Regions from separate parts of the Mus musculus genome. Here regions 1 and 3 are each linked to region 2. The links are chromatin contacts, called in public HiChIP or PLAC-seq maps. All regions are on one chromosome and are shown on one strand. Each heading gives the region's core, a stretch centred on a gene start, on an enhancer-like site or on the middle of the called end of the contact. The rest is flanking DNA. Distances are from core to core; before and after follow the strand shown. Region 1 has its middle 13 kb from the start of Gm46406. Region 2 overlaps 2610307P16Rik (RIKEN cDNA 2610307P16 gene). Region 3 overlaps 2610307P16Rik (RIKEN cDNA 2610307P16 gene).

Evidence for each region. HiChIP or PLAC-seq counts read pairs in DNA pulled down with a chosen protein or histone mark.
Region 1: a contact with region 2 is called in an H3K27ac HiChIP or PLAC-seq map of trophoblast stem cells, with 11 read pairs. The contact joins two enhancer-like sites. A contact is called at or near these places in 6 of 484 Hi-C or Micro-C datasets (the N1E-115 cell line, fibroblasts, forebrain and 3 more) and 14 of 115 datasets of contacts at active chromatin or transcription factors (astrocytes, craniofacial prominence, differentiating embryonic stem cells and 10 more).
Region 3: a contact with region 2 is called in a FOXA1 HiChIP or PLAC-seq map of pancreatic cancer cells. The contact joins two enhancer-like sites. A contact is called at or near these places in 2 of 484 Hi-C or Micro-C datasets (double positive thymocytes and embryonic fibroblasts) and 3 of 115 datasets of contacts at active chromatin or transcription factors (embryonic basal ganglia, large pre-B cells and pancreatic cancer cells).

What each region holds. Positions count from the first base shown.
Region 1 is chr13:28,930,679-28,933,378 of GRCm38.p6, forward strand. No RefSeq gene overlaps it. Among named protein-coding and RNA genes, the nearest start is that of Gm46406, 13 kb to the right of the region's middle. Within about 2 kb of position 1,268, at least 71 of the 459 cell types and tissues checked have an H3K27ac peak or open chromatin away from gene starts, as enhancers often do. A contact at or near this core is called in trophoblast stem cells, where this site is marked.
Region 2 is chr13:28,737,582-28,740,281 of GRCm38.p6, forward strand. All of the region lies in intron 3 of 2610307P16Rik (RIKEN cDNA 2610307P16 gene), which reads right to left. Among named protein-coding and RNA genes, the nearest start is that of Mir6368, 28 kb to the left of the region's middle. Within about 2 kb of position 1,345, at least 65 of the 459 cell types and tissues checked have an H3K27ac peak or open chromatin away from gene starts, as enhancers often do. A contact at or near this core is called in pancreatic cancer cells and trophoblast stem cells, where this site is marked.
Region 3 is chr13:28,527,646-28,530,375 of GRCm38.p6, forward strand. All of the region lies in intron 7 of 2610307P16Rik (RIKEN cDNA 2610307P16 gene), which reads right to left. Among named protein-coding and RNA genes, the nearest start is that of Gm40841, 110 kb to the left of the region's middle. Within about 2 kb of position 1,471, at least 7 of the 459 cell types and tissues checked have an H3K27ac peak or open chromatin away from gene starts, as enhancers often do. A contact at or near this core is called in pancreatic cancer cells, where this site is marked.

The DNA of each region.
Region 1 (2,700 bases), core at 18-2,517, 190 kb after region 2:
GCCCAACTTTGACTCTGAGTCCCTGTAGGACTGTGTCCTAGTGAGCAGACAGACTGACTCAGACAGAAGGACAGATTACAGGGCTCCTCAGTAAATTCCATAAATATTCGAGATTTTCATCCTACGCTGTGGTCACTGAAAATGTAAGTCTGAAATAGCATGGAGAACGACCATGCTCAGTGAAACTGTGTCTTGTTTTCAAATGGGCCTTCTCAAGCCGAGGCAAATGTCAAGTTTAATAAACCAACGCATAGATTCTCATGGCAGTCTCTATTCCAACGCATAGATTCTCATGGCAGTCTCTATTCCAACGCATAGATTCTCATGGCAGTCTCTATTTCTACTTTGAAACTCAAGATCTGCAGATTCTTCAGACATGCTATGTGTGTGTGTGTGTGTGTGTGTGTATCTGTGTGTATGCATGGTGTGTGTGTGTGTGTATGTGTGTGTGTGTGTGTGTGTGTGAGTGTCTGTGCATCTGTGTTTGTGTGTACATGGTGTAAGTGTATCCATGTGTGTAAATATTTGTATGTGTAAGTGTGTGTGTTCTAGGAGTGGCGCTGGGGATCGAACTCCGGACCTCATGCTTGCTGACAAGCACGTGTGAGACAAGAGTTGGACCAGTCCGTGGATATTGTTCCTCTCAACCTGTCTCCTTGCTTAGGATGTCAGGCTATGGTCAGCCTCTTGGTGGCCTTTCCCTCTTGACCCCAGCTGCTCCTGATCCCATACCCTCCGCCCACAAAACAGGAAGGAAACAGGAATTGGCTGCTCATCAATGGCCTCTCCCCCATTGTCCAGCAGGAAAATTGCCCAGTCACACACACCCTGCCTCCCTCCCTGCTTACACACCCCAGACTTGCCCTAGGTCATCTCTTGGCTACTCAGACACTCCTGGAAGGCCAGAGTCTGAGAAAAAGAACTTGCCCCTTTCTGTCACAGGGGTGAGAAGGACACAGACTAGCCTCTGTCACAGGATTTTACCTTTGTAGTTCCTCCAGTACCAACCACCTATATTTCCAAAGGTGCATTTCAGAACTTATCCCTGAATATCATTCCCACCCCCAGGTGCATTCTCAGGAGGAAAGACTGGCCAGAGGTTCCCCATTGACCCCACCCCCAAATGCTCCAGAACAGGACACTGTCAATCTCTCCTAACAAACAAGAACAACAACAACAAAACCAAAACAACAACAACAACAAGCTGTTTGAGGCCTGAGCAGGCCGGTTCTCATGACTGCCTTGGTGACTCATTCTTTTGTCCCTTGTGTTTCAGAATTTCTTTCTCAGAAATCCCCTTGATGTCATCCCTGTTTTCTTCCGCTTCCATTAGGCAGATCAAATGTCTTTTAAATATCAGCTTCCAACTGGGCCAAAACACCCGAAGGAACAGGAACAGTAGGAGGGGGAGGGACTGAGGTGTGTGTGTGTGTGTGTGTGTGTGTGTGTGTCTGTGTGTCTGTGTGTGTGTGTGTGTGTGATGTGTATGAGGAAAATCACAATTTGCATCTTAACTTTACTCAACTTACAAACATAAAGTAAAAACTGCACCATCACCTTCCTGCTAATTGCAGGACTCTCTTTTTGAGCCCTCAACTCCTCCTCCACCTCCCTCCTCTCTACAAGCCAATTAAAAAAAAAAAAGGAGGGGGGGGTGTGGTGGGGGGGTGTGGTGGTGGTGGGGGTGGTGGTAGGGGTGGTGGTGGTGGTGGTGGAGGTGGTGGGTGGGATAAAGACATCCAACTACTGAGAAACAAAGCTGATAGAGAGGGGTCAAAGATGAAGACCTCTCTCTACATCAGGGGACAAGAAAGCAAGGACAACATTCTTTTCTGTTCCCTAACTTTAAAGGATCCGCACGGTTCTTTCCCCTTCTCTCCTTGTGCACAGGACTGGCCTAACCAGCTGCCCAACCAGCTGTCATCTTTTACATAGATAAGAGGACCCCAAACACAAGGTGAACCTTTCTCCCTGCTAGTGTGTCAATGAAATGGAGCTGAGCTGGACCAATGATTGTGCACTGCTGAAGCAAGAGGATCAGAGTCATCCTGTGCCAGCCAAAACCACTTTCGAAAGTTGAGTTCCACAAACATTAGGTAGGGATGCTGGGGCCTTTATACCCACAAAAGTGATCCACAGAATAGAGGACGAATAGATCTAAGCATGACCAACTTCCAAGAAGATTTTGCGACTTTAGAAAGACGTGGGGGTTGTGAGACACATATGGATTGTGTAGTTGTTTTTTGGGGTTTTTTTTTTGGTGTTTTTTTTTTAAGTTATCATATCTTATTTATTTATTTGTGTGAGTATGCTTGTGCCTGGGGTTGAGGGGGGGGGGGAGGTTCTACACACATGCCACAGTCCACATGTAGAAATCAGAAGACAACTTTGGAGTGTCACGTCTCTTCCTCTGCCACGTGGTTCCAAGGATCCAACACAAGTCATTTGGCTTGGGAGCAAGTCCCTTTATATGCATGGAGCCACCTCATCTATTCTGATTAGTAATTTGCTAGTTTATTTATTTTGAGACATTATTTCCTATATCCAAGTTGGCCTTGAACTCACTGAGTATCCAAGGGTGATCTTGAACTTGGTACTCTTGATTCTACCACTGGAATGCTGAGACGACAGCTGTGCACAGCCCTGCATAGACTTTACATGGCACTGGGATTGAACCTAAGGCTTTGTGCGTGGTAGACA
Region 2 (2,700 bases), core at 95-2,594:
AAGGCTATAGACAATGGATGTTGTGCGCACACTAGCTTCTTTTCTGACTTACACAAACCAATGAAGTGGCTTTCCCCACTTTCTTCCCAGGTGTTCAGTGTAAAATAACAAAACTCACTTTTTCCACAATTAACTGAAATCTCCAGAATGTCTTACTGGAAACGTCAAGTCTGTGTCCTTGGGGCTAGCAGTGTAGCTCATTTTCCAGAATGTTTTTTTTTTTTTTTTCCTGAACTGCACACAATTTGGGCATTAGCCCCAACACAAAGAAAAAAACACAAACAAAAGTCATGGTTTCACTCCTGACCCTGAGACGACCTGTCTCATGAGGGAGGAGCTTTGGTTTACACTCGAAAAACCCAGAACCATTCAAGAGATCCCTCAGATGATGACTGTCATCAATTCTGACACCACGAAATTCCCTTTTAGAAACTGTAGCAGTGTTTCTACTCACACTGTGTCCTAAGCCCCACCAAGCCCAGCTTTACAGAGGGCATGTCCACACTGCCAGATCATATTCAGAAGCCCCCGATGTTACACAGCACCGAAATGTCAGCCTCGATCAACACTGGACATTAATGGCACATGATCTGCTCATCCAGGTGGCAAGTACCAGAGGCATGAAGTTGCTGGACTCATAGCATGTTACACTGGTATCTCTTCAGGTTCTCCCCACTCCTGTGTGCATCAACCTACCACACCCTAATGGATAGAAGCTGCCCCACTACAGAGCAGGCGCAGAGGGAAACGAGGTCACAGGCTTTCTGCTTAGCTCCTGCAAACTGCACTAAGAGACTGGATCCAAGCCAAGTCACACCGGGAACACCCCCCCACCCCGCCCCCCAATCAGGAAGCAGACCCAGACACATGAGGAGAAAGGAGAGTTTGAGACTAGCATGGGCTACACAGCAAGACTCTGCCAAAGGGGGGGGGGGGGGGAGAGGGAGAGAGAGAGAGAGAGAGAGAGAGAGAGAGAGAGAGAGAGAGAGAGAGAGAGAGAGAGAGAGCTGCTACCTAGAAAGGACAATACTGACCCAGAACCGCTTGGTGGTTCTCCAATGGGCCTGAGAAAGACCTGAAAGGTGCTTGTTAAAGATTTCAAAACTTCCCCCAGAGGTCTCTGACTCAGCAACAGTGGGAGCCAAGGATTAACAATTTGATCGAGAGCCACAAGTGTTGAGGTACTGGTGGTCCCCAGGACCACACCGAGAGAGAGAGAGAGAGAGAGAGAGAGAGAGAGAGAGAGAGAGAGAGAGAGAGAGAGAGCCCAGCAGAGAGCCCAGTGCACAGAAAGAGCCAAGAGGGAGGTGAGCCAGGCCTTTGGAATTCTCAAGTGGCTTAGCAGTGTTTACAGTCTAGCCCAAGTGTAATGCCTGCAAAGTTAAAATTTCACCAAACAGCCACAGGCAAGAAGAAGGTTCACATGAAAGTCCTGGCAACACTAATGGTGGTAATGGTATTTCTTGAAACAGGGCACTGTGTCGACCTACCTGCCTCTTTTTAAGATGTTTGCAGGCCCTGCCTCTTTGCTCTCTCTTCTGTGGGGTAGGAGGCTCTCATCTCTGCCTTCCTTGGAAACAGTATTATTCCCTAGGAAAACTGTCCCTCTTTACTCCTGTCTGTCCTTGTACAACTGACATTTGCAGCCTGGCATGGTGGACCATGGCTGGAATCACAGCACTCAGTAGGCAGGGGCAGGAGGACCAACTGCAAGATGCAGGCCACTGAGGGCTATAGAGTGGACTGGATGCTAGCCTGGGCAACTCAGTGACTCATGTCTCAAAGAGAAGTAAATAAACAACTGGGGCAAGGAGTGTAGATCAGTGGGTAGAGCGCTGGCCTAGCAAGCACGAAGTCCTGGATTTGATTCCCAGAACAGCTTCATTCCTACAGTCCCTATGCTTAGGAGGTGGCAAGAGGAGGATCAGAGCTTCAAGGCTACATATCAGGTTCAAAGTCAGCCGAGGCTATAGAAGACCCTGCTTTTAACTATCTTTTGAAAGCATTGCATTGGGTGCAGCAATTTTATATTTTTACTACCACCCATGGTTTATGTGGTGAAATTTATGCAAATATAAATAGGAAAAACGAACAATGAGATGGTGAGAACACAGAATCAAATTAGACACACACACACACACACCTGCACATACTCTAATAAACATGGGTGGCTTAGTGGGTTAATTGTAAAATCAGAGGGGAAAATCTGAAGAAAGGACTAACAAACTATCAGTAAGAGCTGATGTACAGGGAACACAGAAATAGTCTCAGCGAAGCAAAGGTATTACTTAATGGACTGCTACTATCCCATTAAACATTTATAAAACAGGAGCATTTAGTGAAGGGCTGTCAAAAAGCAAGGGCAGAAACCCACTCTCCAAATTCCCAACTCTCCTCACTAAATCAGGCAAATTCCCTCCACCACCTGAACCAGCTGACAAAGCCCAGGCTATTTTCTGTGGTGCTTCTATAGTAAGTGCTTTCAGGACAGAGTCCATGCTATAAGCACCCATTAACATTTAGGCAGCTTCATAAGTACCTACACTGCAAGGTCAGACCAACCCACATTCTAACAAACTAGACACTCCCAATCACAGGCCACAAACTGGGCCAATATTTACTCGATAATTTGACACTCATTTACCTTTCTTTTCTCCCAGAATAACATCATTTAAGAGTTTTTTTTTTTTTTCCTCCCCT
Region 3 (2,730 bases), core at 221-2,720, 210 kb before region 2:
ACCACTATGAATGAAAACCGCTGAGCATGGAGGATATGGTTTTGGATTTTGCTTTTATTGATTTTTTGCTTTAACCAATAGCAATTTGGGGGCCTTGGTGCAATTATAGTTGATGGAGGTCAGACAATGAAGACTGTGGGTTTCCAGGCTCCTCTTGATAATTTAGGAGTGAATGATGTCAAATATTTACTCGGGCCACGAATCCAATGCACTTCCTCCTCCTGTCTATTTAGTGTCACGTGACAGAAAGTGTCCCACACATGACAACTGTCACTCATCACAGCTTATCTGATACAATAATCTCAAGAAGCAGGGGTAGCTTCTCCACAGGAGATAGGGAGAAGAAAGTGACCGCCAACAGTTTTAAACATTCCCCACAGCAGAGTATACAACAGGAGCAACTAGATTTAAATCCAACATTCCAGATGTCAAGAGCTCTAATGCCCTGTATACCCAGGGCATTATGAGCAGCACAGCTCACAATTTTGCCAATTCTCTAGTTTAGGAATTCAAGAAATATTTTTGAAAGAAAGGTTTTTAAATCTAAAGTCCTAGCATTTTTTACCTACGTTCCCCCCCCCCCCAAAAAAAGTTTGTAGTCAGAGGCAGTGGTGATACACACCTTTAATCCTAGCACTTCGAAGGCAGAGGCAAGTGAATCTCTGAGTATTTGAGGCCAGCCTGGTCTACAGAGTGAGTTCCAGAAGCCAGGCCTATACAAAACAAACAAACAAACAAACAAATAAATAAATAAGTGTGGATCATTAGAACATGGGAGGGACCTGTGGTCTTTCTAAGTCTGTGCCTTTATGAACAGGCCCTGACCATTGAGACTGGTAGGAAATGACCCTTGTGCTGCTCAATTCAGAGGCCTCAAACCTTTGACCACATCTCAATATTTGTGGGCTCTTTGTCCCTATAACCAGCACTCTTACTTCAATTCCCAACCTTTAAACTCCTAAGGTCATGGAAACATTAATAATGGCCTTCCTTCATGAAACCTCAAGTTCTCTCCCACTTGCACTTCTGACCCATTTACTTACTCTGAAGCCAACAGCAGCAGCCTACTAAACAGCAGTTTCTCAGTAGGAACTCTGAATCTTTCCTCAACATCTTGGACCAAAGAACAGCAGAGCTACAGGAACCTTTATATCTTCGCAGCCTTTTGTCCATACAAACCAATTATGTAACTTAAATTTTTTCCTAGCTTTAATTTTGTGGGGGTTTTGCTTGCTATGGGGAAAGACTATGCTGGCAGTTCCATCTCTTGGCTATTACTAGGCTACACACACACACACACACACACACACACACACACACACACACACACGAGGGAGTACAGACAGACATGGAGACACACAGAAAAAAAAGCAGACACAGAGAAACACCTAAGCTGGCAGCCTGTAGTGATGCACAGACAAAATATAAAGAAAAAGCTTTCCAAAGAGGTTAAGCAAGCATTGCGCAATCAATGCACTGATGTATTGCTTTGTAGCTGGTAGAACTAAACAAAGCAGCAGCTATTTATTGCCAACAGAACAGCATTTTCAGCTGAAATGATAATAATAGCAATTAATGCTCCCTCTGAATTTAATATCTGTGAGGCACTATGGACTAAATGCCTTCCATGAACAATTTTACCCATGAATATAAATGTGTCATGGCAATTTTACAGACTGTAGGGAGGGTAGGGAAGGTTGAGTAACTCGCATGGTGGTGATTAATAATGGAGCCAAGACTGAAGCCCAGGGTGACAATTGTGCTGCACAGGAGGTCTCTGCCAGTAAATGCCTGACCACACTGGTGTCAAAGCCCAGCTATCTCTGTTTTGCTTATTGATCTGTTGACGGAACTCAAAATATCACTCAACTCATTTTGAAAAATTGAGCAATTCATAAAATATTTGGGTGTCAAAATGCATACAGCCACCGGCTCCATCCATCATAACGATCTTTTACTTGTCTCCAGGAAAAGGTACGTGTTATATACAATGGAAATTTATTCAGTGGTAAAGAAGACTAAAGCTACGAAATTTGCAGGAGAAATGGATAGATACGGACAGTTATCTTCAGTGATGTAACCTAGGTCCACAGAGACAAATGCCACATGGCCTCCCTTGTATGCAGATCCTATCTATAGATTCTTTTTTCTTTTTTAGTCATAGGTTTATCATTATCACTGACTGATGGTAAAGGACAGAAAGACAAAAGGAGCTATTACAGAGAGAAGTGATAATAAAATCCATCAGAGATGAAAGGGAGTGGGCACTGGGCAAGATAGAAAAAGCCAAGCCGGGAGGAGGCCAGGAGGATATGGAAGAAGAAGGAGTAATAAAACTAAAGATAGGTAGATATAGATATATAGACAGATATATACCATATAGAAGAACCCACTATTTTATGTGGTTATTGAACACATAACCTGAAAAAAACCAGGGAGATGGCTCAGTGATGTTGTGTGTTCACTGCTCTGGCAGGGTACTTAGGTCCCAGCACAGCACAGCAACCACATCAAACAGCACACACCTACCTGTCTGAAACTCAGGTACAGGAAAAGTGAATCTCTCTTTTCACTTCTGCAGGCTCCTGCATACATGTGTACTCAGGTACACACACACCCACATGCACATACAAAAAAAAAAAAAAACTGAAAGGAATTAAGAGTGGGTACTAAGGCTCTTCCTGGAAGCTGTAGGTTATTAAATAAAATCCCCAGTGCCAGTTGTGGAAC